Regions from separate parts of the Mus musculus genome. Here region 1 is linked to region 2. Evidence: chromatin contacts called from public promoter capture Hi-C data. All regions are on one chromosome and are shown on one strand. Each heading gives the region's core, a stretch centred on a gene start, on an enhancer-like site or on the middle of the called end of the contact. The rest is flanking DNA. Distances are from core to core; before and after follow the strand shown.

Region 1 (6,685 bases), core at 584-3,083, 120 kb before region 2:
GGAACTGTCCCAGAGGAAGAGAGATGGGGGAAGTGTTGACTATTTCTGAACCTGACTCTGAGGACGTGGCTCTCTTCCTGCTTTCGCTGACTCTGCTCCTGCCCCACTTCCTAGTCTGTTGCTCCTGAGCTCCTCATCCTTCATCCTGGCCACCAACTCTTCTCCCTTGGTTGGTCCTGTGCAGTTTTGAGTCTCTGAGTGGACCCACTGGACTCCTCAGTTATAATCAGGGTTTTCACAGTCATTAGGTACTGACCACTTGAAAGAGACGTTGTGTACACTATAGCATCTGGACCAGCCCCGGTAGGGGTCCAAAGGGAAGTTGGCCTTTAGAGCCCTGCTTGGTAAATAACAGGCCAGGGCTGTGGATGAGGTCACTTCCCTAACCCTTGGACAGAGAAGTCTTTCATAATAATCTATGTATAAACAACAGTTAGGTTCTCTCCAATGGAAAGATTGAGAGTTTGGACAAGTAAGCCGTGAGTGCTTTTGAGGCAGCCCTAGGGAGAAAATGGCCTGAGGGATCAAAGAGCTGCCACCTGTCAAGCACCACCCCACCCTCCATATTCTACCTGCAAGTGCCAGTACTCCTCCTAATCTGGGGCTCCAGTTCAGTTTCTCTTATCCTCTTACTTCCTGGGACTCCCTTAGGAAAAGCAAAATTCTTGGCAATGAACTTATGCTGTCAACCACTAACTGAGTTAATGTTGGAGCTTTCTCACCTGACACATGTATTTCCAAGAGATCGCTGGGTTCCGACCACACCTGGGGGCTGTTGACATGATAGCCGTAACATCTGAATATCCACCTTTGACTGGGGGTCACGGGGCCCACAGTAAATAGGCCCTGGAATTGCCCCGTAGAGTTTATAAACTCTGATTCCTGGATCAAGGACCACTTCTGTTCTCCTTCCTTGGTCAGAACAAACCTGTTAAATCCCAGTGTTGAGACACACTGAAGGGTTACAGTCTCCCCTGAATTCACAACATTGCTGGGCTGGGTGGACAGGCTGGGTTTACTATAGAGTCCTAGAAGAGAAAGTTGTAGCGTGTTAAGTGGGACTATCCAGGCTGCATTGCCTTCCAGTGTTGAGCTGTGAGACAGGACACTCTTGAAAGTAGACCCCTTTCCTGAGGTGCTTAGCTTGGGACTGAGTGTTCTCTCACCTGTCACTGCAAGCTCTAGAGGGTCACTGTGCTCTGACCACCCAGTGGGGGTCTTATAGTAACAGCGATATATCCCCCCAGATCGTTGTTCAATTGATGGGATCAAGAACTGAGCTTTGTTTGTGGTCTTCGGAGTGTTCCGTGTGCGCCAAGGATGTGGACCCCCCTCTTTATAAAGACGGTATTCCCGGGCCCCTGTGGTCACCTCACATGAGATGGTCACCTGCTTCCCTTTGGCAACCACCAATCCTGGCTGAACACTAAGGGTTGGCTTGTGCGGATTCCCTGCAAAGAAATGAGGGAAACAGTCATACAATATCGCCCCTCGATCTCAGCCTTCAGCTCTAGTACCCCTTCCCTGGTATCATCTGATGTTCTCGAGCCCCACTGAGCGGGGGAAGCTTCAGTTCCCGAGTGAGGAGCGATCTGGAGCAGTACTCACCTTCCGACATGGAGGTCTCTTGGCCCAGATTCAGCCCTAGAAGAGAATCCCCCATGAAAAGTTTGCCCCTAACACCTACCTAAGCGCTCTTTCGCTTCACTGGAATCTCTTAAACACCCTGAAGCTTCCTGATTGGCTAGAACCCGGCTGTATGGCCATTATTACCCTTCTCCTCTTCAAATCTTACCCAGACAGAGCACAGCTGTGAAGACGAAGGTCATGGCACTTTCTCTCAGTGGCTGCAATTGTACTTTTGGGAGAGACCACAGTGTCTGGCCAGATCGACAAATATCACAAAGTATGGGACGTTTAGAGAGGCGGGATTCCTAGAATCACATGATTACACAGAGGAACCTTCAGAGTACACACAGGAAGGGAAACAGCCCTCCTTAGGCAACTGCCTCTCATTTCCCCAGGACTGTGATTTGAATAAGCTCCAGAAATTCTTACAGATACGGTCATCTCGCTTAACCTCAATTATTAAGAGTGCAGCAGAAACAAAATACCTTTGTTACCTTCCTTTGCTGGCCCCTTCCAGCTGAGGGTGGCTAAAGATTGATCTTTCTCTCTTAAAAACTCCCCATAGAGAATCCACTCTTCCAGCTCATCCTTCCAAAGCTCTGGGGAGTCCTTACATAGATCAGTTATCTTGTAGCCATAAACATTCTTCTGGGATGATGCAGATTGATGTTCATGATGGGGGCAGAGTAGCAGGCACACTGAGCATTTAACTGTGCCCCTCACAGGGAGCTTCATTCTGGGGATGGGCATGGAGGGGAACACACAGAGATGGGGAAGGAAACATAGCTGTTCTTGTGGTTCTGGGAGTGGGTGTCACTGTCCCCTGAAGAACAGCCCCCAGCATAGACCTCACTTTCTTTTCTTACTAACATCATCTGCCTCCATCTCTCTGAGAACAATACTCAGAGCTGTTCCTTCCCTTCTCACTGTTTATGTTTTTTTCTGGGGCCGTGTTCTCCTTGCTGGAAGAAGGTTTGCTTTCTCCCTAAGACCTGCAAGTTAGTCATTGGTGGTGCCAGTTTGAAGACTAGCATCTCATCGCTAAGGTTCCACCTTTGGAGCCTGTTGTCAGCCTGTTGTTCACTACTCAGATTGAGCATTGAATTGTGCCATGGTGTCTGGGACATTCATGAGTTCATCCATCAAAAGCAAGTGTTTGGGGCATGAGAAGTTCATGCTGTTGTTGCATCGTTTAGGTGCTCACTAATGTGTGTGTGTGTGTGTGTGTGTGTCTGTCTGTCTTTCTCTGTTCCATGTATCTACACGTGGTCCATCATAATATGTGTGAAAACTTCAGATAGTCATGGTCAGGGGAAGAAAACGAGAATAAAAGATTCCTGAATGGAGAAGAACCCATTTCCTAGATCACAGGGGCAGGAAGTACAGTGGATGTGCCATCTTCGGAGTTCTGTATGGGAATTTGCTCTCCAAGTGGTAGGATCAGGAATTCTAGCAAAGACAGCCATCTGTGGTTCCAATCTCCTCGTTGCAGACAAGTGCTGGGATGTCTAAATTCATTATCCAAACCCCACAGTCAGCACTGAGCTCTATGAATACATAAGACAGATCTACTCCAGTATTTGTCACTGTGGTAGTTTGAATATGCTTGGCCCCATGGAAGGTGGCACTATTAGAAGGTGTGACCTTGTTAGAGTGGGTGTGGCCTTGTTGGAGGAAGTTTATCACTGTGAGGATGGGCTTTGGAGTTCTATGCTCAATCTCTGCCCAAGACAAAAGAGAGGCTCTGCCTGCCTGGCTGCCTGCCTGCCTGCTGAAGACAGTCTCCTCCTGGCTGCCTTTAGATCAAGATATAGAACTCTCATCTCCTCCAGAACCAAGTCCGCATGCATACTGTCATGCTTCCCACCATGATGATAATGAACTGAACCTCTGAAACTCTAGGCAAGCCACAATTAAATATTTTCTCTTATAAGACCTGTCTTGGTCATGCTGTCTCTTCTCAGCAATTGAAACCCAAACTAAGACAGTCACCCATGGTCATCCATCACATAAGTCTGAATGTGAGGGTCCCACTGAAGCCCTCCCTGACAGTCACAATTCTGAGCATATGCCAAGTGTAGAGAAATAGATACCACATTGCAGAGCTGATGAACAAGCTCCCTGAGCTTCCTGTTTTCTAGGTCAGACTAGAAGAAACCTTCTGTAGACAATCTGGGTCAGGAAAGGCAAGACTGCTAACAGGAATGAATAGAACAGAGAGCTAGAAGTAGGTAGGTATCATTTTAGTGAGAAGTTGTGGGTTGGAACCCTTCATTTAAAGTAGTTCTATTTAAGTGATAGAAGAGGCTGTGTTGGAGTGTGAGAGTCTGAGGGAGTATCAGGAAAGAAACTCCTCTATGCAGAACTCCACAAACACTGAAGATGAGGGACTGTTTTCCACTCTCCCCACCTCCACAGCATCACATGGATCCTATTAGTGGTAGATGGATCTGAGAACATCACCTTTCAACTCAACAAAACTATGCCAGTAATTCACTTCATAAACTTGTGCTTTGATCCACCTTTCTTGAAGAAGCTTCTTTTTGCAGTACGCTCATTCATAACTGATCAAAAGACAACAAGTAATTATAACTCCTTAACTCTGTATCACTTTTTCTACCAAGGCTTAGTGAACATCATGAAAGAGGAGTAGAAAGAATATAAAAGCCAGAGGATGGGGACGGGGGCTGTGAAATACTGTCTTATGAACATGAATAGCTGTTGTATACATAAACATATAGCAGCTGAGGTTACCTATACAAAATCCCTGTGTGTGTGTGTGTGTGTGTGTGTGTGTGTGTGTTTGTGTGTGTGTGTGTGTACTGTTGGCAGTTGATGGCTGCTGAACAAGAGATGGGATAAATCACTTTTCTTTAGAAGAATGGCCACTGCAAGGTTGTTCATGCCCTAGCGGATGACCCTATACACATGGACTAATTGGACTCCAGTAAGTTAATTACAAATTATATTAACTTAGCAGGAAATTGGGAGGAAATGTGATAAAAGGTTCAGGGATGGAGTCCAAGTAGAAGTATGGAAGTGATGGGTGGATATATGATCAATATAATTTGCATACATATATGAAATTGACAGACGGGTGAGGGTGTGGAATACAGAGGCCAGAAGTTTCTGGGACAGGCGAGAGCCAGAGACCTTCTGAGGCGGCACCATTTTCGGCTCCAAACAACCGGCCACCTTCCTGGCCAAAGCAACACAGCTTCTGGGAAAGATCCTGTTTTGGGCCTTCATCTTCAGCCAGGAGGAGGTCCAAACACCAGATAACTGTGCACCTTCCCTGAAAGAGGAGAGCTTGCCTGCAGAGACTGCTCTGACCACTGAAACTCAAAGGAGAGAGCTAGTCTCCCACGTCTGCTGATAGAGGGTAACAAAATCACCAGAGGAACAATCTCTAAACAAAGACAACTATAACAACTAACTCCAGAGATTGCCAGATGGCGAAAGGTAAATGTAAGAATCCTACTAACAGAAACCAGGACCACTCACCATCATTAGAACCCAGAACTCCCACTTTGCCCAGTCCAGGGTACCCTAACACACCTGAAAAGGTAGACCTGGATTTAAAAGCATATCTCATGATGATGGTAGAGGACATCAAGAAGGACTTTACTAACTCACTTAAAGAAATACAGGAGAACACTGCTAAAGAGTTACAGGTCCTTAAAGAAAAACAGGAAAACACAACCAAACAGGTAGAAGTCCTTATAGAAAAACAGGAAAACACATCCAAACAGATGATGGAAATGAACAAAACCATACTAGACCTAAAAAGGGAAGTAAACACAATAAAGAAAACCCAAAGTGAGGCAACGCTGGAGATAGAAACCCTAGGAAAGAAATCTGGAACCATAGATGCGAGCATCAGCAACAGAATACAAGAGATGGAAGAGAGAATCTCAGGTGCAGAAGATTCCATAGAGAACATCTGCACAACAATCAAAGAAAATGGAAAATGCAAAAAGATCCTAACTCAAAACATCCAGGAAATCCAGGACACAGTGAGAAGACCAAACCTACGGATAATAGGAGAGGATGAGAATGAAGATTTTCAACTCAAAGGACCAGCAAACATCTTCAACAAAATTATTGAAGAAAACTTCCCAAATCTAAAGAAAGAGATGCCCATGAACATACAAGAAGCCTACAGAACTCCAAATAGACTGGACCAGAAAAGAAATTACACCCGACACATAATAATCAGAACAACAAATGCACTAAATAAAGATAGAATACTAAAAGCTGTAAGGGAAAAAGGTCAAGTAACATATAAAGGCAAGCCTATCAGAATTACACCAGATTATTCACCAGAGACTATGAAAGCCAGAAGAGCCTGGACAGATGTTATACAGACACTAAGAGATCACAAATTCCAGCCCAGGCTACTATACCCAGCCAAACTCTCAATTACCATAGATGGAGAAACCAAAGTATTCCATGACAAAACTAAATTCACCCATTATCTCTCCACGAATCCAGCCCTTCAAAAGGTAATAACAGAAAAAAACCAATACAAGGACGGGAACCACACCCTAGAAAAAACAAGAAGGTAATCCCTCAACAAAACTAAAAGAACACAGCCACAAGAACAGAATGCCAAGTTTAACAACAAAAATAACAGGAAGCAACAATTACTTTTCCTTAATATCTCTTAATAACAATGGACTCAACTCCCCAATAAAAAGACATAGACTAACAAACTGGCTACACAAACAAGACCCAACATTTTGCTGCTTACAGGAAACTCATCTCAGAGAAAAAGATAGATACTACCTCAGAATAAAAGGCTGGAAAATAATTTTCCAAGCAAATGGTATGAAGAAACAAGCTGGAGTAGTCATTCTAATATCTAACAAAATCGACTTCCACCCCAAAATAATCCAAAAAGACAAGGAGGGGCACTTCATACTCATCAAAGGTAAAATCCTCCAAGAGAAACTCTCAATTCTGAATATCTATGCTCCAAATACAAGGGCAGCCACATTCATTAAAGAAACTTTAGTAAAGCTCAAAGCACACATTGCACCTCACACAATAATAG
Region 2 (6,772 bases), core at 3,276-5,775:
TGGAAGGGGTTGGGGGACCTAAGGTCTGAAATCTGCATCTGCCTTTTTGAGGTTGGGGTCTGAAGTCTGACTAGTAGGTACTGAAGTTCAAGGTTGGAAGTGGGCTGCACCTTAGCCCTGAGCTCTGGAATCCTGGGTACATAAAAGCTCACAGTGGGGTGGGGGGCGGGGAGTTCCTGAACTTGCATCTGAGCCAAGGACAGGGTCTGTAGCTTTGGATCTGGCCTGAGGGCAGGAGCTGGTTTCCTTAATGCTTGGACTGTAACCCGCAGTGCAGGCCTGGGGCTGGATGTGAGTCTTCAGTCTGAATGCGGATCCAGCTCCGGTTTGCAGGGTTGGGGTTGAACATATGGCCCAATGTCTGCAGGTCTGAGTCTGCAGCTCTGCATTCGGGGATTAAGTTTTTGGTCTGAAATCTGCTTTGATTTGGCTGCTTTTGGTCTCCAGTGGGGGACCACATTCCCATATGAAGACCAACTGGGGCATGAGTCTGCAGTCTGGTCAGTGGCTGGCTCTCTCACCACGTCATCGATGGTGCTGAGCGTGTGGTTGGCGTGCAGCAGTGCTGAGCTGAGCTGGGACACCCCATCGCTGGTCTCGCTGTTACCATAGAAACCAATGCCAATGCCGGCACTGAAGGGAAAGGAAGAAGAAATACCAACCAGTCTCAGACCCTGGAGGGTGTCACCATGCCTCTACACACATACCCATCCTCCCAGCTTCTTCATTTGCCTATCTGATCTCTGCATCCACCCTATTGGTTCATCCTCCGTGGGAAAAAGAACAGCACGAGGTTTGCCTCCACCAGTTGCCAAGGTAACCTGAAGACCTCACTCCCCCTGCTGGAGAGACGTCATTGTGATGCTAATGGTGGGTGGAGTGGTGGAAAAGACAGAGCCCCCAGATTTAACTCACACCTCCCCAGAGTGGAACCCTGGTTTTTGCCTAGCTAGCCCTGGATTAAAGGTTATCAATCAGTCCTAATAGTGATCAGCTCACAAACAACTCCCACATCCTTTGCAAAGACATTCAGCATTTACAGCCTTGTCTTAGGAATCATTAGGCCAAGTGCTGTCTCTTCTAGCCCAGGTGTTCCTTACCCCTTCCTCCTAAATGCCCTAGACCCTATTCTTTTGTAAAAGACATTGTGCCCAGAGCTCTAAGCCTTCCCCTATGATGCCCAGGGATCCAGGCATCCAGCCAGCTGGAAGAGACTGAGAGAATGTGGGAGGGAGGGCTGGAGAGGCCAGGCCAAGAGCTGGGCCCTGTCTCTGCCCAGCCAACACACAGACTCCATTGTGGAGCTTGAATATGGGGACCCACTTTCCTCCATTAGTCTGTACTCCACACTGGAGGGGGCGAGAGCCTGATGCCCTCACAGTTCCCAGCCTTGGGCTACACAGGCCCCACCTCATCCCTTGGATGGGAGCCTACTGCCCTTGCCCCATTGTTCAGGACCCTACAAAGCTCCTCTTGTTCCTAGGCTCTGAGGGGGCTGGGGCTGTGCCTCACCCCCACTGGGCCTTTTTCAACATCCCACCCCCATCCACCCCCATTCTGGAGAGCCTGATGAGAAAAAAAATCTTGGCTATAGGGCGCCCAACCCCCATATACTCCCAAACACACACCCTCTTCTTCCTACAATGAGGAAGAGTGGCCCACAGCCCAGACTGGGGTGAGAGTGCTCCAGGACATAACCCCCAGCTGGCTGGAGGGGACACCAGATTTCTAAAGTAGTCCTGCTGGCCATGTATGAGGTCCCCACTAGGTCTCAGCCCCTTAACTAACTATGACCCGGTAGGGGCTGGACTCAGAGCCAGAAATCTCAGTGTCAAGTTCGGGGTAACTCCTAGGGAGCAAGCACATTGGGAGCCCTGGATGGTTCTTATACCATGAGTCTGACTCTCCGCTTGCCTCTTAAACCATATAGGCTTGCAAAGTCATGTTTCTCCCTTCCTGACGATCCTCATTCAGGACCAGGTGTGGCAATCTTGAGCCCAGCTCTCATCACGAGAAGGACCCAGACCCAGCTTTAGTGTGGGCTGAGTGGGTGCTACTGGTGGTGACCCTCTACGGTCTGTTTCCCTGATTGGCACTCTGGCTGAAATCACAGAGTGCTTTCTGTGGCGTGTTCAGTGCCTGGCACAGAGTAGTTATGTTCAGTTGTTGAACTGATGAGTTGATGAGTGAGCGAATGAATGAGTTTGATCAGTGTTAACACTCATAGGGGACATCCAGGCACTGTGCACTCTCTAGTCTATTCTCACTGTAACTAGGGTATGCGTAGTGCCGCAAACCACGCGCTATAGATGGAGAAACTGAAGTCTAGAGAGTATCTCACGCCTCTAGATAGAACCGCGGGCCAATGAGAGAACCACTGAGATCTCCAAGCCTAGTAGGCTTTCTTTTCTCCTCCCAGGCAGGCTGCTTCACACCCCTCAAACCTCTCTATCCCCCACTCACAGGGCAGGCAGGCACTCTTAGTGCCTAGCGGTTCTCCCTCCTAACTCTGGGCTCATACCCCCAAGGTCTCTAGAAAAAGACAGCGAGTATAGGAATCTCTGTCCCCGCCCCCACCCACCCTGGGGCCCCATTACCAGCCCACGAGAAGGGCAGCAATGCAGCTCCAGGTGACGCAACCTCCTCCGGGTGGGGGACTCTTGGCCCCATGGGGTTCTGGAGGCCTGCAGCAGCAGAAGCGGATGAGGTAGACAGCGATGAAGATGAGGCTCAGGCCTAAACCAAGCCCAGCCAAGGCTGCCACCAGCAGCAGGGCCTGAGGAAGAGGTGTTGAGAAGCCTCAGAGGGCACTTCCATGTCCCAGACAAGAAGTTCCTTCTCAGCTGCATGGCAATTGAAATGAAACATGCCCCAAGGACTTGCTGCTGCTCTCTGAACTGTATGGGAATAAGGGGCAGGAAGGCCCCCGTGTCTGTATTTCGGGAGAACAGGAGAGGCAGCCTCCTTTACCCCTCTCTCCCTCCTGCTACTGAGCTCACACACCCACTGCAACTGAGTTTGTCACCCCAGGGCTGGGGATGGAAACAGGGATGCTGTGACAGCGTGTGTGTGTGTGTGTGTGTGTGTGTGTGTGTGTGTGTGTGTGTGTGAGAGAGAGAGAGAGAGAGAGAGAGAGAGAGAGAGAGTCAAGGCCCAGGGATGGAGATAGGGAAGGGAGACTGATGAGCAAAAGAGATGACGATGCAGACAGAAAGAGGCAGCCAAGGAAACAAGAGAGAGATATGGAGATAAGACACACAAAACATCAGAAGGATTAAATCAGAGATCGAGGAGAGAGACAGACAGAGATGAAGAGACAAAGAGGGGCATATACAGAACTATAGAAAAAGCAGACAGGGCGGAATGTGTAGCGAGACCCACAGGGTAGAGGAAAGGAAAGGTAGGCAGAAGGGATGTTTACAGCTCGAAACACCTTGTGGAACAGGGCGGCTCTGATCTAGGTGTGATAGTGCATGCCTGTAACCCCAGCATTCTGGCAGCTGAGGTGAGAAAACGGCCACACTTTCAGGCTAGACCAATCAATACACAAACTCCAGCCAGCCCCGACTAGAGAGTGAGGCCATGCTTCAGATAAACTATACTATAGTGGACTCTGCATATGGTAGGGTCTTTCAGAAGACCTGTGTCTCATGTCTTCTCATAGGCCCAGGGCTGGACACAGTTGTCCTAGAGTTACACAGCAGAGTAATGGAAGTGTGAGATCTAGAATCACAACCCTGCAGTCCCAGGGGCCACTGTCCTTAAACGGTGGCACAGCTGCCTGCCCTCCACATCATCTGTGTGCCCGACAAGTGTGTGCAGTGCAACGTTGATGTGGCCGTGAGTTTGCCTTCCATCAGATGAGGGCATATGGAGAGAGGATGAGGTATTTGTGTAGACCATGCTGCGTGTCTGTATGCAGCAGAATACTTGCGGGCATTAATGTTTTCTGAACACAGCTGCTTCAGTCAGTGAGTTGTGTTAAGTAGACTGAGTGAGTGTGTGTGTGTGTGAGCTTATGCTCATGTGAGATAGGGTAGCTGTGCATAATGTATGAGTGTGCCCGTGTGTGATGGTGCACACACGAGTGTGTTGTGTATATGTGACTGGTCATATGGTTGTTCAGGTCCTATCTCAGAGGCTCTCTTAGTTGGTCTTTCTGTGCTCACAATGGCCATTTCTATGAAGAATAATGTCCCAGGAATGCAACTGTGTGTGCCTCAGCTGTGACTGACTGATGAGTATCGGGTTGAGGGTTGAGTGAACTGCTCTGAGCGGCTGTGGTGGTACTGGGGACCCCAGGAGGGGATTCCTCGTGGCTGAGGGACTCTCCAGAGCCATAAGCCCCAAGAGTTGGGCTGGGAGTGGGTGGGCCGACCGGCTGGAGGCTGCGATTGTGTAAGTGGCTGTGGGCGAGGGGATGGCGGTGCTCATTTGGAGGGGAGAGGGGGCGGGTGGAGTAGGCAGGGAGGAGCCGCTCAGGCTGTGCCAGCCATGACCCAAATAGCAAGCACACCAGCACACGATCCCCCTCGCTGCTTTTCTGGGAACATCCCCCTCCCTCGAAGCTCTCCCAACCCTGTGCCCCTTTCCCAGAGGGCTGCCACAGAGGTTCAGACTTGAGGGGAGGGCAAGGCCAACTCCCAGCCCCCCACCAGGCCCCCAGCTCAGCCAAGCTTTTCTCCTCATTAATCTCAAAGTCAAGGACTTGAATTAAACTGGGTCAGGGGACAGCACCTCCGCCCCCCCCCCCCCACGAACCGCAGCTGGGCCTCTTTCCCTAGGGACCCCAGAGTCTGTGAGGGTCCACCACCAGCCTCACCCTCCTGGGACCCAGGCCTGTTGTCTTCCTTAGCCTGGAACCTAACCACATTTCTATCCCAACCCTCTCTGGCACCCTAACAACCCCTTCCCTCCTGGGACAGGCTGAAGGCACCTTGAATCCTCATCTTACCTCAGCTGGTTTCCCCAGTCCTGATCTCTGTTCCCTATTTGAGGATATCAATCCTTCCCAGACCTCGGCTGCCTCCCCTGCCTTCCCTCTCTCAGTCCTTTCTCTACCCCCACCCCCCCGCCAAAAAAAAATTTTTTTTTAATTTAATCTGGGACATATTTACTAGTCGGGATTCTGTGGGGGCGGGGTCCTTCTCGCCTGGGACCTCAAGAGCGGACCTTTCCTTAGATGACCCTAAAGACTGGCTTTCCAGGCAGGTCTCAGAAACCCAAATGCTGGGCCCCCATCTCCTCCCATTCAGGATTCTTGGAAGTCTAGGATCCCAGCTCTCCTTATCTGGGAAGAGAGGGGTCTGCACCCCCAGCGCACGTCCTAGGGGAACCTCAAGGTATGAGCGCTATACCTCTGATCTTGGACTTGTACTCACAAATGCAGGCCGGGTCCCCAGCCCCTAAGACGCCGGAACTCTGACCCAGCCTCCTGTTCCCAGGGGACCTGGCCCAGGTTTGCCATCCCACCTGCTGGTACTCTTGGTCGCGGGGAGCAAAGCCGCTGGGCACCGGGCGGAGCTGGAAGTCGGCGCGGGGCAGCTGGTGGAGGAGATGCACCCAGGCAGAGGGTCGGTAGCCCGGGGGTGCCCCCATGGCCCCGGGGAGGGGCAGCGGGGCGGACCGGGCCGGGAGCCTCGGTGCTGTGCGGGGCGCGGGCGGAGCGGGGTTTGCGGGGCTCCCGGGAGCAGGAGCCCGGAGGGCCGGGGGTGGAGATTGGGGAGGGGGGAGGCGAGGCAGCGCCTCAGTGCTGCCTCTGGCGGTCACCGGAGGCAATGCGGCGTGAGCAGTGGTCCCCGTTGCTCCGCCCTCTCCTGGGCTCCCACCTGCTGCCTGTGCAGGTGAAGGGTCTTTGCTCATGTCAGTGGTATGCAGGGGCTGTGCTTGCTGAGAACAAAATGGATTCGCCCGCCTTGTCCCTGTCTGTATAAGAGCCAGGATACTGGGATTTCTCTTTCAAGCACACAAGCTCTTTATCCTTATGTAAAACCTTCACCTTGGTGTAAAGGTCATTAGTATTTGAGCAGCAGTTAGCCAGGCGCGCCAATAAAAAATCCCTCACTTTTCCGTTTGTAAAGACAGCTTCTGCTTAGGTAAGAGTCTCCTTCTCCACGACACATTTTGTCATTACCTGTATATGGACACAGTTTCTAGACAGAAATCTTCCTGTGTGAGCAGACCCTTCCAGAAAGACCTACACATGCCGTGAGAACTGTTTGTATAAGAACTCCACCAACTTTGAATAGGATCCTAATTATCTATCTATATAGGGGCCCATCCCATTTGTGTATGGTGGCTTCCCACATGTTTGAGACCTTCTCCAAACTGCTTCATTCTCTAGAATGACCCCCACTACTTGCCACTCACGTAAAGTTTGCAAGTGATCTTCTAGCCAAAATATTTGTGTTGGGTCTCATGGGAAGCTGCTAAAGTCACACAGATAGATGATGGGAGGCAGGTATCCCTGGAGGGACCCTGGCCACCATGAAATCATCACTCAGACCTTTACTGTGTGACCTAACATTCCCAGGGTGCTGCTCAACTGTCCCTTTTGGTGTGTAGGAGGCCTAATTTTTGCCCCTAGAACGCCCAGTAGTGTTTCTGTCTGCCTAGGGGAGGGTATTGGATGGGAAGGAGTAAGAGTTGACCCCCCCATGCCATCCATGAATTTTAGTTGAGAATGGTAGAAAGGGCTAGCAAGAGAAGTAATGATGATTGTGTTTGTGATGACTGATGGTCCTGGTGATACCGATGGTAGTCATGGGGATGG

What was found. Capture Hi-C pulls out chosen DNA fragments and counts their contacts.
Region 1: a contact with region 2 is called in a promoter capture Hi-C map of adipose tissue. The contact joins the promoter of Lilra5 here to the promoter of 9430041J12Rik in region 2. A contact is called at or near these places in 10 of 39 promoter capture datasets (the HPC-7 cell line, cranial neural crest, embryonic stem cells and 5 more), 1 of 115 datasets of contacts at active chromatin or transcription factors (embryonic stem cells) and 3 of 9 other capture datasets (adipose tissue, liver and pancreatic islet).

What each region holds. Positions count from the first base shown.
Region 1 is chr7:4,232,902-4,239,586 of GRCm38.p6, reverse strand. Lilra5 (leukocyte immunoglobulin-like receptor, subfamily A (with TM domain), member 5) reads right to left here and starts at 1,833. Exons shown (of 6, transcript NM_001081239.2): 1 at 1,796-1,833; 2 at 1,609-1,644; 3 at 1,167-1,451; 4 at 723-1,028. The coding sequence starts at 1,829.
Region 2 is chr7:4,118,481-4,125,252 of GRCm38.p6, reverse strand. It overlaps 9430041J12Rik (RIKEN cDNA 9430041J12 gene), which reads left to right and starts at 4,525. Exons shown (of 9, transcript NR_033568.1): 1 at 4,525-5,342; 2 at 5,445-5,573. Ttyh1 (tweety family member 1) reads right to left here and starts at 5,723. Exons shown (of 14, transcript NM_021324.6): 1 at 5,473-5,723; 2 at 2,598-2,776; 3 at 522-633. The coding sequence starts at 5,598.